Regions from separate parts of the Sus scrofa genome. Here region 2 is linked to region 1. A link is a contact called in public Hi-C data. All regions are on one chromosome and are shown on one strand. Each heading gives the region's core, a stretch centred on a gene start, on an enhancer-like site or on the middle of the called end of the contact. The rest is flanking DNA. Distances are from core to core; before and after follow the strand shown.

What was found. A called contact is a pair of places that touch in the nucleus more often than the background predicts.
Region 2: a Hi-C map of embryonic fibroblasts shows a contact between it and region 1, with 1.8 times the contacts expected there. The contact joins two enhancer-like sites. A contact is called at or near these places in 2 of 47 Hi-C or Micro-C datasets (embryonic fibroblasts and heart right ventricle) and 1 of 2 datasets of contacts at active chromatin or transcription factors (skeletal muscle).

Annotation. Positions count from the first base shown.
Region 1 is chr4:44,122,351-44,129,451 of Sscrofa11.1, reverse strand. No RefSeq gene overlaps it. Among named protein-coding and RNA genes, the nearest start is that of TRIQK, 420 kb to the right of the region's middle. Within about 2 kb of position 4,236, at least 1 of the 83 cell types and tissues checked has an H3K27ac peak or open chromatin away from gene starts, as enhancers often do.
Region 2 is chr4:44,624,870-44,632,133 of Sscrofa11.1, reverse strand. The region is part of intron 5 of RUNX1T1 (protein CBFA2T1); the gene reads right to left. LOC110260259 (a long non-coding RNA gene) reads right to left here. Exons shown (of 2, transcript XR_002343225.1): 1 at 6,183-7,264. Among named protein-coding and RNA genes, the nearest start is that of RUNX1T1, 28 kb to the right of the region's middle. Within about 2 kb of position 1,798, at least 19 of the 83 cell types and tissues checked have an H3K27ac peak or open chromatin away from gene starts, as enhancers often do.

The sequences.
Region 1 (7,101 bases), core at 2,987-5,486:
CTTTCATAGTTTGCGAGTTTTAAAGAATGAAAATACATTAGCTTAGTAATCACGGGGAAAAGGTTAATTTTAAATAATAAATGTAACAATATTTGCATTTTCAAGGTCCAGGACCGCTTAAAATATGATATTCCCACACTTTCCCTGATGGTCTTTCTTGCTAAGTGCTCTTAAGAACAAAATGGAAAACATCTGCCTTTTCTGCTGAATTAATGTAGTCCAGTGAAATACATTGTCAATGCCATGTTCCAACAGACAGGATAATAGTTATATAATATCTTATTTTTAAAATTTTTCAAAAAGTACATTATGAAAAAAACAAATCACCCTCTAAGTAAATTAGCTCATACAAATAATTTGTTAATCAGGTATTGTCTGAGTTTGCAAGTGTCAAATGGGGGATGTTCTTTTTCCAATGTGTAAATTGGAGTGCTTTGATGTGTTTTCTCTCAGAATAAATAAATTTTATTTAACAGGATCTCATCAATAAGCAATCAGTTATGCCTTTTGGTGTGTGTGAGAAAGGCTGGCTTAAGGGGAGTCTGCCAGGCCATCCAGGGCACCCTCTTACACTCAGTCCACAAGGAGTCTAAAGCAGAGGAGTGCCTCATCACACTCACTCCAAAGGTCTCCTTTAGGTAGAATCTGCCAGTATCAGCCACTTCTTGGGGCTAGATGTGTCACTATTGTTTTAATTCTGCCTAAAAATATCTCCTTTCTAGGCTGCTTCTGTGATTCACTCTTATTTACATAACGATTTCTGGTAAACAGATTTGTGTTTTTGACAAAATGCTTTTAAGGTTAATTTAATATCATACCATGTGTAGAAAACCTATCATTTGCTGCATGTAGGTAAATTTATAATAAGGGTATCTTACCAAAGTTTGGTTAGGTGATGTTATCCACTATGCCACTGCCCGGAAGGGCTCGGGGCATGAGTCCTTGTACCTTTGTAAAAAGGGGAAATTGAATAGTGTTATAAGAATGTTAGAGGAAGAAGATCTCTAAGACTTGCTCCTAAACTTATCTAGAAATATTAAATGAGGATTAAAAGGAAATGATTTTTTGATGATATGATTCAATCCTATTCAATATCATGCCTGCGAACACCCAACAATACCATTCCTCGTGCTTCCAGTGGTCCAGTGGTGTTTGTTTCTTACCTTAGGAATTACTATTCTTTTTTGGGGGGGGTGTATTCTTTCTTTTGGGGGGTGGTGGTTAGGGCTGCAGCCACAGCTGCAGCATATGGAAGCTCCTAGGCTAAGGGTCGAATCAGAGATACAGCTGCTAGCTGACGTCAGAGCTACAGGAAGGGCGGATCGGAGCCGCGTCTGTGATCTACACCAGAGCTCACAGCAATGACGGATCCCTGACCCACTGATCGAGGCAGGGATCAAGCCCACATCCTCATGGATACTATTCGGATACATTTCTATTGCACCACAATGGGAACTTCGGAATTGCTTATCCTAAAATGATGCTGCTTTGACCCATTGTAGTCAGTATCATCTTGTTGCCTATATCTCTCCCTTCCCATTGTGAAGAGACTCTAAGATCTCTCAAGGTCTTTGCTTTAGCTCATTCAATCTTAATCTCTCAGTTTATACTCATGCTCAAGGGAAGGAATGAGGTTCAGTATCTTTATGGCTTTCTCATACATTTTCTTGTGTGTCTCCGTAAGCCCTTTCATTTTTAGATTTTCTTGAGACAAACTCTATACTCAAATTCAGCCAGGTGTTTTTCTTGCCACTAAGCCTGGTATATTTTTGAGGCACTAAATCAATAATAAATAATGCCAAGTCTTCCTTACTACACTTATGTGCTGACAATTTAGTATCTGCATGAGTACCAGATGATGTCATTGCTGTGAGCTTTAAGAGTTTCTTTATTACAGCCATGCTAGCATTATTTTTAGCACAGCAGGTGTCAAAAAGGTTTATTTTGAAAGAAAGAAAACATAAAAATGAATTATTTATGTGAGTTAAATCAAAATGTACTTGATATAAATGTTTAATCAGTTTTTCACCAACTTCTTTCCATATGCTCTGCCCTGCTCACGATGGTGCAGTTCTAATGGAATTACTAAATATATCTTAATAGCTCAACATACAGCATTATGCAATGGTACTTACACAAGAATAATTTTTCAACTTATATTAAACAGGTCAAATGATAAAAATTCCGTAGAACACACACTGTTTTTATAGAAAATTATTATTCAATTGGCATAGAAAAATTCAGTAAGTTTGACACTTAAAATGTGCTACGTTGACCATATTTAAAGTTTCTCATTCCTTAAAAAGGATGAGAAGATTAGAAAATAACTTTAATTTTGACTGTAATTGCAAATGTTTTTTCCCCCCTGCTTTCATAAGTAATCAGCAGATTTGCTGTTACTCCTGGAATATAAATGTTACAGAATTAAAATAAGGATTCCAAGAAAGACTACACCGTGACTAAAGGACAATTTTTATATTACGGAAGAAACTGAAAACCGGAAGGCAGGCCCAATATTTTGTAATCTATGCCAACTTCTCGACTGAACTAGTTGTTCCCCTATTTATTTTCTTTGAATTACTTACTCCTTTGAGATCAGAAAAATCTGACTCCTTATTTTTATTATTGCCAAATCAATGTCTGCTAAAAACTGTTTATTACTTTTATGTGCAGATGCTTCACACATCAAAATCTTCAATTTTTTTAAGGCTGTGATCTAAAAGAGACTCATTCAAGTAAAGGGCCAGTGTCCAAGTCAGATGCTGATGTCATTAGAGGGTCCTCAAATTTCAACTGAGCTATTATGATAGTAATAGTCAAAATTATAATGTTAGCAAATGTTTATTGAGGGCTTTCTATGTGCCAGGAAACCATTCAACATTCTCTACATGCTGTGCAAGAGTTTCACCACACAACCCTGTATGGTAGGTACATACCAAAGCCCCATTTTCCAAAGAAATAGTGGGAATACTGCAAACAAAAAGAGAAAGCAAGATGATATATGAGAAATAGCAGTTGAGCTTGGGATGTTGAAGGCTATTTTGGTTTGGGAGTGAACAGGTAAGCCTACAGCATGACTTTGGGTAAATAATTCCAGTGATAAAAGCAATACAAGTACATGTATGTAGTCTGCTCACCACACTTAATAAAGATGAACCAGCAGCAGAGGATTTAGGGAAGGACAGCTAAAATGATTAAAGGGCTAGAGGCTTTCTTATGGAAATAGACTAAAGAGATTATAGTTTTTCAGTGTGGAAAGCTAAAGGCAAGGCAGGAATTTTTTTTTTTTCTTTTTTAATGATAAAATGGAGAATGTGGATTCAATGGGCAAAGAATTCTTTACCAGATTTTGGAGTATTGGCATGGAAGAACCTCCATGAAGTTTGAAAAAAAAAAAAAAACAAAAAAACCCACATACTTAGAAAAAAAGGGGAAGCAGTTATGGTGCTAAAATAGCCAATACATAAACATAAGATACATACAATTAGGATAAAGGAAACAGGAAATGAGTCCAAAAAGGTTAGGAGGAATGATCTAGCATTCAGCTGAGCACATTTTGAAGAAGGTATAAGGATATTTCCCTAATTTTCTTTAGTTAACCTCATGAAGCATCAAAATTTCCTGCTACATGGTAGTAACAGCATCACCAAACCCAAGAAATATGGAACCCAATTCTACAAAGAGGGATTTATAACAGAGACAAACTGCAGAGACCAAGACTGCTCTATGGTTGTGTATTGATAGTGTGCCACAGGCTGAAGCTGATTTCTCCCTGACTCCGTGGCACCTAGGAGAAGTGCCCATGGCTTTGTGGGGATAGGAGAGGTCTTACGTGATCATGGTGGATGCTATGAGTGGGGAGAATCTGGTTTCCTGAGAATTTTTGAACACAGTTTTGAATAGTAACACTCGTTTTAGAATTCTCTATTTCCTATTTTAATGCTTATTTTCTTGTCTCTACACTAACAATGGTAAGTAGTGGCTTACTGTTGAGGGTTTCTTACATACTGAACACTGGGTTGAGGCATTTCATGCATTGCTTCTCTTTAACCTCTGTCCACATATACAGAGCATCTGTGGCTTTTGTTTGTTCAGCATCCAGCCCCCTTTCCTTCTGGTGACAGCACCCATATCAGACCCAAGTTTTTTCACTCTCTATTTACAGGGCTGCAAGTTCCCCTGGCTGCATGGTGGTGAGAATGAGTCCCAGACCAGCTAGGGGGAATCCCATTCTTCTGATCATGGTGACAAGTTCAGGGACAGGGAAATGTTCCAAGTCAATCTCATGATAATTTGTCCGGTGAGCTTTGATAGAATAATTGAGAAAGAGAAGCTGTTATACTATTGAGGTCAGTATGTGTAATGGTGATATGAGTCTGGAAAAACTGAGCTGGGAGAGAAAGCAGAATGAGAAGTGCTTTCAGTGAGAAGGAGAGCAAACATCAGAGCTTGGTGTGTGTGTGTGTGTGTGTGTGTGTGTGTGTGTGTGTGTGCGCATGCGCGTAAATGAGACACAGCCTAGAGACAGTAAAATGTAGATAAGAAAGGCCCTGATTTTGGTCTCTGCATCCAGATAGTTTTGAAGTTTACTGGAATGTCAGCCACTGAATTTTGATTTCAGTTTTCTTAAGCACTTTTGAGTTGAGTGTCTATTACTTTCATAGTCCTGACCATTAATAAAAACTTTATAAAGACTGTATTATCACCATTTTACAGATGAAAAAACTGAGCCCTAGGAAGATTTATTTGAGAACTCACTATTCTACTTGGCATTTTCTAGTCACTAGAAATTTTATTCCAACTTCTGAGATCTTGATTTTCAATTTTTATATTTGAATCTGTTCATTTGTTCTTAGTTGCCTCTGTAACTTTTTCTAATTATTCTTAGTGGAGAATTTTTAGATTATACAAGCAATAGACTATAAATATGGTTGTGAAATGATCTCTTAAAGGTGTTCGTTGTTCATTGTCCTGATACACCTAGGCAGAAATCCACCTGAAAAATGGTTTGCATTCACAATTTCTTCATCTCATGGTGTGTAGAACACTTGTAAATGAGATGTGAATATTTATAGACGTTTGTGACATTACTACTGCATTTAGAAGCTTTTATACCAAATTATAGATTCATGTAAAGGTTATAAATTAGAAGCTTTACAGAAAATGTCTAAATATTTATGAATTTAACTACATTTAGGAATAAATTTGCAAATTTTACATTTGCTATTTTTTCACATTTATGAGCAAATATGAGTTTTCTAATAATCTATCAAAATGAGTCGGCACTCAGAAAAGCACAAACCCCAGATGGAAATGTTGTCTTCATTTTCTCTGAGCATCTCCCTCCCCCTCTGCCTCTGTCTCCCTCCCAGCCTTCTCTCTCCCCACTCCTTTCTCCACCAGAAATAAAATATGCAGAATCCACCAAGGAGATTTCAGTGCTTCCAACAATCCCTGGTATTTATGAGTTGTCAATCATGTTACCTCTTTATTTTTAACTCTCTAATCAGTCATCCACCAGCCATCAGCTTCCAGGAAAAAAAAAAAAAAAAAAACACTTTGGAACTTTTAAAACATCATGATCTAACCATTTAAGTTATGCCACATTCCAGCTGAACATACTTAGTGTGAACTCAGGCAAAGCCTCCAGCTCTTGTTGGCCACACCCCTGGGGAAGTGGACATAAACAGAAAATCTCAAGTTTTTCTGCTTCTGCATATCTCATGGCTGGGAAGTAAGGGAGACAGGAGAGCACTCCAACTTCTCCTGCTTCAGGTGAGACTGCCCCTCACTGATGCAGTACTGAGAGCTGCATGAAGCTGAGTAGCTGAACCTGAGCAACCACCATATGGCCTTCTTGAATCCAGGGATCTTTCCTGCACCCCACCATGGCCATTGGACCTGGTCATCTGGAATAGCCACATCAAAGCTGAAATCTCAACTGCATCTATCCTGCTCTTTGAGTCCCCCATTCAAGTCCGCTCAGTTTGAACATTCCCTTGGTTTCACTGAGACTTTTTTAAAATTAAATTATAGCTGATTTACAATGTGGTGTTAATTTCTGCTGTACAGCAAAGAGATTCAATTATATGTTACATACATCCTTTTTTAATACTCTTTTCTGTTACGGTTTATCATAGGACATTGAATACAGTTCTCTGAATATAGGACCTCGTTGTCTATCCTCTCCATGTCTAATAGCTTACATCTAATAACTCCAATCTCCCACTCCATCCCTACCCCAAAACCCTCTCCCCTCCAATTCGCGTTTGGAGAAGGCAAATCTGTTCTCCTTGTCTGTGAGTCTGTTTCCATTTCATAGATAGGTTCTTTTATGTCATATTTTAGATTTCCACATACAGTCTTTGTCTTTCTCTTTCTAAACTTACTTCACTTAGCATGATAATCTCTAGTTGCATCTGAGACTTTCGTTTCATAAAATGACTGCCTCAAAACCATCCTTAGTCTGTCATATTATCACTTTCCTCCTTCCTCAGCTAAGAGTCCATAGCTGTCTTTATACTCATCTCTTTGCAAACACTGCTAACTCCATTTACTCATTCTCCCTTTTCTATCAGGCCAACTTCCTGACAGAAAGTTCCTAAACCCTAGGACCTAACAAGGTTGCTCAACATTCCTGGAGGCTAACATACCACTAGGCTGACTTTAACTTCAGAAACAAAAGTATCAACAGTGCCGACTCACAGTGGCTGCAGAGATTCCATTTTTCCCTTGCTGTAATTGATCAGTTTAGGTAACTTAGGCCAAAGCCTTACAATCACACCATGTAGAAATAGTCTAATGAGGCTGATTCAGGGATGGACCTGAAATCCAATGAAAATGGATTAGAGAGAAGGAGAGATTTCATGTGGCTTCTCATTCACTTCAGAGAGCAACTAGGACCTCAGGCTCCTCTTCTCCTTCTCCATTTTTTTTTTCAGCTGCTTCTATAGCCTGCAGAAGTTCCCAAGACAAGGATTTAACTCTTGCCACAGCAGTAACCCTTGTCGCAGCAATGACAATGCTGGATCCTTAACATGCTGAGCCACCAGGGAACTCCCTCTCCCTCTCCATTTTGATGATATGAATTGCAGGTACAAA
Region 2 (7,264 bases), core at 549-3,048, 510 kb before region 1:
TGTTTTGATTCTTGCTGGTAAACTGACAGGCCCACAGTTACAAATAGATCTTGGTTATTCCCTCCTCTTTTTTAGAGTAATTTACTTCCTCCCATCCTCTTCTTCCACAGATATACTTTTTCCTTGCCATTTCATTTCACACTTACTGAGCACACTCAGCACAAGGCACCAACCCCATTTTCTTGTTCATATTTTGTTCTTTAATTCCTGTGCCACCACCCGCAAGCCACACCTCTGCCAATTCACTTTTCAACATCCTCCAAGTTTTTCTCACATTATACACTCTCTGCTGCTAAGGCTTAATGCTACAACTGGTGTTAACGTTACTTGCACTTAAGAAAGCTCCAGCTGGATAGAACTACCAAAAAGTTGGAGCCTGAAAGGGGGGAGGGGGGTACCTGCAGTGAGTCTGTCAGTGGAGGAAGACACCAGTTAGGAATGTTGACTGTGGCTTAAACTATATTTACATGTTTTCTTTTCTCATATTTATACTGATGTTGAAAGAGAAATACCCGGAAAGAAATGCAGCAGGCTGATACATAAATAAACATGCACATGCCCGAGGATACACATAACACTTATGGCAGAGCTACTTCTGCTAGCGCATAATAGATCACGGTGATGCCAGTTCCATCACAAGACGCACCAGGCTAATCCAATTATTTAAATGATTATATACTTTTCACTGGAATGGTATACACACACAGAAAATATTGACATTGCTTCCATAAATATAATCTGAAAAATAAGTTTTTAGAATAATTCCTACCGAACTCTTCCCTGCAAAGTCCAATTTCTTTATTCTTTGCAAAGACCAGAATCAATCCCCTGGAGCTGTGCTCATGCACACCACGAAGGGACACACTGCTCTCTCGTTACGTGCCCACAGCTCCCGTTAACATTAATGGGAAGCACATATGTGCATGAAAAGGGTAAATGCTCTTGAGTCTGCATGACAGAATCCTAATGAAGTAGTTGGAAAAACCAAATCACTGCACGTGTAGTCACACTTTCCCCTCCCTTTGCAGGAAACCCCACCACCACCACCTTCGCTCCCCCACCCACAGTGCGGACATTTCATCAGCCCACACTGTGGATAAAGAACCTGCTGGATTTCCTCTTGGTGGTAAGATAACATCTTCTACTCCAGGGAGCTCCCAAATGGCTCCATCTCCAAGCCTTCCCCAGAATATTTATTCTATAACTACTCTCAAATTGGCCATATATTTCTGTCCATGTATTACTTCTCACCACTCCAGCTTCATCGAAGGGTGTGGCCCTTCCCAAAGCAAATGTCCAAGTTCATACTGAAATCCAAGGAAAGGCAAAACCCCAACCTTCAAGGTTCTATCATCTTTGTTTAAAAATGGACGATTCTATTGTCATGGACAGATTAAAAACCCCAAACTACCTTATAAAAACAAATTATTAGTTCCACATCAAACTACTCATGAATCTGACCCAGAAGAGAACACACGTAGGACACTATATAATAGGAATTAGGAAAATGAGAAACCATTAACTGAGTCCAGTCCTCCACCAGTTACCGTCTGTGGCTGTTGATAGAGATATTATTTTGTAGCAGGGCCAGAGTGTAAAATGCAAAAGACAGATTTTTAAACCCATCTTAAAAAAAAAAAAAAAAAAAAAAAAATCCAGCATGTCTGTCAGTGTAGTCCAGAAAGAGAAGGCAGGGACACAGCCCTGGCAGGAACCTCGGATTCCGGACCAAACCCTCTTCTACACAATGCCTCCAAAAAGAAAGGAACCCAGGGCGGGAGCCAGCCTGACGCTGGCGGACAGACAGGGCTGGCCTTGCAGGATGTCAGAGCGCCAGGCGGCTGCAGAGATACTGGGCTTTCACACACTCTCAGGCTGACTGTTTTGCTCTTCAGGTAATTAAACAAGGAAGCAGGGCTGCTGGGTACAGCCTGACCCCAAAGCCTCGGCTCCCTGGTTCTGCATATCAACTTCCGCAAGAACTGCCCGGAGCATCAACAGAGCTTTCTCTTCTCCACTCTCTCTCATTTCCTTCTCCACCTCTTCCTAAAGCTGACCCAGAAAGAAATCCTCCTGACAAAAACATCCATGGAAAGGTCTGAGTCTATCTGTCATTAAAAAAAAAAAAAAAAAAAAAAAAAACCTCTGTGCTATTCCCTGTCATTACCCTCCAAAGTTTAAAAAAGCAAAAAATCCCCCTCATGGCAGGAACTTTGTAAAAATTCACATATAACAAATCTATGTAAAACACCAGTGTCTTAATCAAGATGAGTTATTCAAACACAGGAACAGCCAGATAATAATCACGTTTTTCTTTGGCATCTATTTGACTAAAATAAGAATCATCACATTCAGAAAACTCCCCAAGAAATAAGTGATTTTGATAATCCAGCTCACAGCTTAAATATCTGTTGTATGGTGTTAATACTGTTATTTTCAGTTTTGATAAATGAGCATTTGGAAAAGTAAGTTACCACCTATAATCTGGTTTATTATGTTTCATCGAAAATCTTATTTTTAAAAGCCTGTAAAATATTTGTGTACCAAGAAAGTCACCATAAAAATTCAGGAATATAAAAAAAATACCCCTTAAAAGATAAGAAAGTAGCACACCCCCCATTAAGTAATGATTAGAATCATATAAATAATATATTCTTCCTTCATCTCAAAATCCATAGAGTAAAATATTGGCTGCAAGAGACAGAGACCAAAAGAGAGATGAATACAAAAGCATGCCTGCTTGTCTGTGTTCAACACAAAGAACATTAAATGAAAACAACTGGCATGCTGCCAAATTCCTATAGAGGCAAAGAGATTCAAATAAATTGATTTCACGCATCACACTGACCTGGGATCAGTGTGCAGTGCTACAATAAGCTCAAAGCTCCATGTGGGGTAAAGCCCATTAATGCTATCAGACCCCTCGAACATGACCAAGAAAAACTAAAAATAAATGCAAAGACTCTCAAAAGCCAACAAATTTGCTTAAGAAAATAACCTTCTTTTCCTAATAAGGATACCAATATTTGAAGGTGCACAGCATCATCTAAACTAATTTTTTTTAATTCATTCTTTTTAAAAACACAAATGTGGCTTTTGAAACGCATACAATATCTACAAATTGGGACTACATAAATATCCCAGCCCATGATTCAAACATCAATACACACCATTTTGTAACAAGTTTCCTGTGTCATAACTGCTTCCCATGCTAATATGCCCTTGCCTCTTATATGGCCAGTTAATTTTTTCATGTAACAAATATTGGACATTTCTTAGTATTTCCCTCAATGGATTATAAGAGAAAGTTTCTCAGGCTGGACATCACTCCTAGCTGTCCCAAACCCATCTACTTCTCACAAAGGCACACATAATAGAAGAACTGCTTCAAAACAAATTCTAGAATAGCGAACACTGCATATTTTGGATACGCTTTAAAACACTGGGGGTAAATACTCCATGTTTTCTCAAGTTAAAAGTATGTGATTTTTACTCTCTACTCTTGGGTCAATTTGAGTCTAAATCCCATATTTATATACCTCCACTGCCATCACAAAAAAGAAAAAACTAAGAGTAAATTTTTCAGTGCTACATGAAACATTAAAAAAAAGCCAAACATTTATAAAATAGGCCAACACACATATAAACATAAATGTATATAGTGTCTAAACACATCACTGTTAAAGTATGTATACACACTCATACACACAAGAGAGGGAAGAAACTCAACAAAGAGTTTTTGATGCATAATGTGAAGGATCAGTATTTGCATATTATAACAAATAACATGCGTTAACTTATTTTAAAATATGTGTCTCTGTCATGCATTTTTGCTTTCAATATAGATCTTCCATGCTGCAATGCTTCACCACCAGCAGGCCAGATATATGCCTTATGATCAGAAGAGAATACGGCTGTAATGGGATGGGGGTGGGTAAGGACAATGATACTACCTATCTGCAATATATGCTCAAATTTTAAAATCCATGATTCTTTTCAATGTGCAATCTATACCATATATATTTTTTTTTCTTTTTTTTTTTTTTCTTTTTAGGGCTGCACTTGTAGCATATGGTCGTTCCCAGGCTTGGGATTGAATGGGAGCTGCAGCTGCCAGCCTACACCACAGTCATAGCAACGCCAGATCCTTAACCCACTGAGCAAGGCCAGGGATCAAACCCAAAGCCTCATGGGAGTTACTGTCATGGTGTGGCGAAAATGAATTCGACTAGGAACCATGAGGTTGCAGGTTCCATCCCTGGCCTTGCTCAGTGGGTTAAGGATCTGGCATTGCCATGAGCTGTGTTGTAGGTTGCAGATGCAGCTCAGATCTGGTGTTGCTGTGGCTCTGGCATAAGCCGGTAGCAACAGCTCCAATTAGACCCCTAGCCTGGGAAGCTCCATATGCCATGGGTACAGCCCTAAAAAGACAAAAGACAATAAATAAATAAATAAATAAATAAAAATAAAACCCACATCCTCATGGATACTAGTCAGCTTCGTTATTGCTGAACCACAATGGGAACTCCCATGCACCTTATATATTTTTATCATACTGTTAAACAACCCCCCCAATAGAGATATATGAGGCAGAAGGCCAAGAATTATATCTTCTTTTAAACAAAGAGCTTTCTTCTTATGGAAGATGAAGAGAAAGCAATTCTAAAGCAAGGGTTGTTGCTGTTATTATTAGTTTCCTTTAAAACATCAACAGTTTTCCTTCTAAGCAGGACTTTAGAAATCTAATCAATCAAATCTGAATTCTCAAAAAATTAATTTTTAGTAAGAGTATATAAGGTAGGAAGACAGGAGCAGCAATGAGAGATGTCTCAACTACTTAAACTTAATTCCCTGTCTTTTGAATTTGTCTCTAATTGTAGCAGAAAAACATCATATGAAGATGGAGGAAGAGAAATGCAGGCAGAAACTAAATCATGATTTAGGCTATCTCAAAGGAGCCTATAATTATACAGGGAATCATTTCATTTTCTCTGAGCTTTCAGAAACAAAAACAAAACACCCTCATTTGCCAATACCTTCTTGGGAACTTTAAGAACAAGCCAACAAGCAGTTGTAGAAACTGCAAGAGTTTTATTTTTTGGTTTTTTTCTGTTTGTTTGCTTGTTTGGGGTTGTACCAGCAGCATGTGAAATTTCCCAGGCCAGGGATCGAACCCAGGCCACAGCAGTAACCCAAACCACTGCAGGGACAAAGCCAGATCCTTAACCCACTGTGCCACAAGGGAACTCCAAGAACTGCAAGAGTAAATGTTGTGTGTGTGCATGTGGTGGTGGGGACACCAGCAGCTATGGCCACAGAAAAGTAAATATTTGTTCCCCTTCTTTCCATGCCGTCAGGCAAGCAGTCAGAGAAGTTTAATAATCCCTTGCCAATCAGTAGTACACAACAGTTGTGTTAATTCTCAACTCTTTCTTAACAGAGTTTTGTCTCTATTCATCTATGTGCTTTTGCACAAGTCCACTAAAACGGATACAGAGCTGGCCACAAGAGGCATCAATTCTGTGGAATCCATAATTCAGGGCTATCCTTGATTTTTAAGCTGCAGACTTTAAGAAGTCACTTGCCAAATGGCAGACATTTTACATTTGCTTGTTTTCCTAAAATTAGATATCACATTTTTTAACATGCCTATGGACATAAATTCTGCTTAGGAAATAATATTACTAATTTAAAAAAAAATCCAAGTCAAACAGAAGAAATAATAAATTAACAAGCACTTTTTTCCCTCTTTAGTTAACAACTATTTCAGAAAATATTATCTCTAGCTACAATAAACACAGAAATTATGGCATAGCTTTTACTCTTTACTCCAAGTATTGCTCAGCTTCTAACAGATGTATTATGAAACATGGCAAGAAGCACAGCAATCAGAAGAGAGTTTAAAAAAAAAAAATTGGTACTTGATCATTTGATATCTTCAGACCCGAAGCTTATCAAACAAAAAGGCTCTCACAGCCAGGCTTACTGATCCCCACCCAATTCCACATCCAAAGATTATAAAGGCAAATTTTTAAAATATATAATACAAATTCTTTATCAACAGGCACTAGAAGAAATAAGAAGAGAAAAATCTTCGCAAGTATAATTTATTGGGAAAAATAAGAGATTGATTTTTGGCATGTAAGTAAATTGCAAAGTCAAAATATTTGTCTGTTCCTTACCTTGACAATATTCAAAGTTCCCTTTTTTCCGGCAGTCACCTATTACTAAACTCAGTGCTCTCCAAGTGTTTCTTTTGACAGATATCATTCTCCACCAATCGCTCTGCTAATTTCCTCTTTCCTTTTCTGACTGGGACAGAGATTATGTTCACCAGCCCAGAGATCAATCTTTTCTATTGACAACAACAAAGGGAAAAAAAACGCATATATCACAACCAGTCTGAAGTACTGCACCCATCTACTTACACGATATTATTAGACCAGTTTTGTTTTAAGAAACATATATAAGCTCTTCTAAATTTCAGAAAAATGCAAAACAATTCCCATGTTCTCAGTTCATAGAATGACGTGCTCTATAGGGCTCTTAATTCTCCAATCATTTGACTCAAAGCTGGACTCAAACCCTCTTTCCTTAAATTGGTTTAGAGCATATGTACATCAATAACTTAAAAAACTATATTAGATTTTACCTGTTTCAATTTTTAAAAATTGAGTAACCTATCAAAAAATAGTTTAAATGCTTTGAGATATTATGTACTTTTATTTTTTGGAATTTTACATAAAAGTTAAATTTTTAAAAATTGAGTAACCTATCAAAAATAGTTTAAATGCTTTGAGATATTATGTACGTTTATTTTTTGGAATTTTACATACAAGTTAAATCCTGTTTCAAAACAAAGTAGTGTCTTATGTTGTGTCACTGTTCTGAAATTTACACATTTCTATCATTAGGTACAATAGCTTGAAACAACTGATAACACTAACCTTATATAACCAACCAGTATGAAAATATTAGTAACAACAATTATTGATGAATCACTTTACCAAATAAACAAACCTCTACTACTTTATTTTCTTCCTCTAAAGCAATCCAAATATTCTCATTTTTCCTGTTTGATTCATAGGTTTAGAATTCATTCATTCATTCTCAAACACTTCCTGCCTATTATACTATTACTACTACCACCACTATTATGAATAGAACAAGTATCACTATTTAGTCCTTATAATCTATGAAATATAACTCTAGCACAATCATATGTATATAAACCAGTAACTCGATAAATTCAAAGGATAAAGAT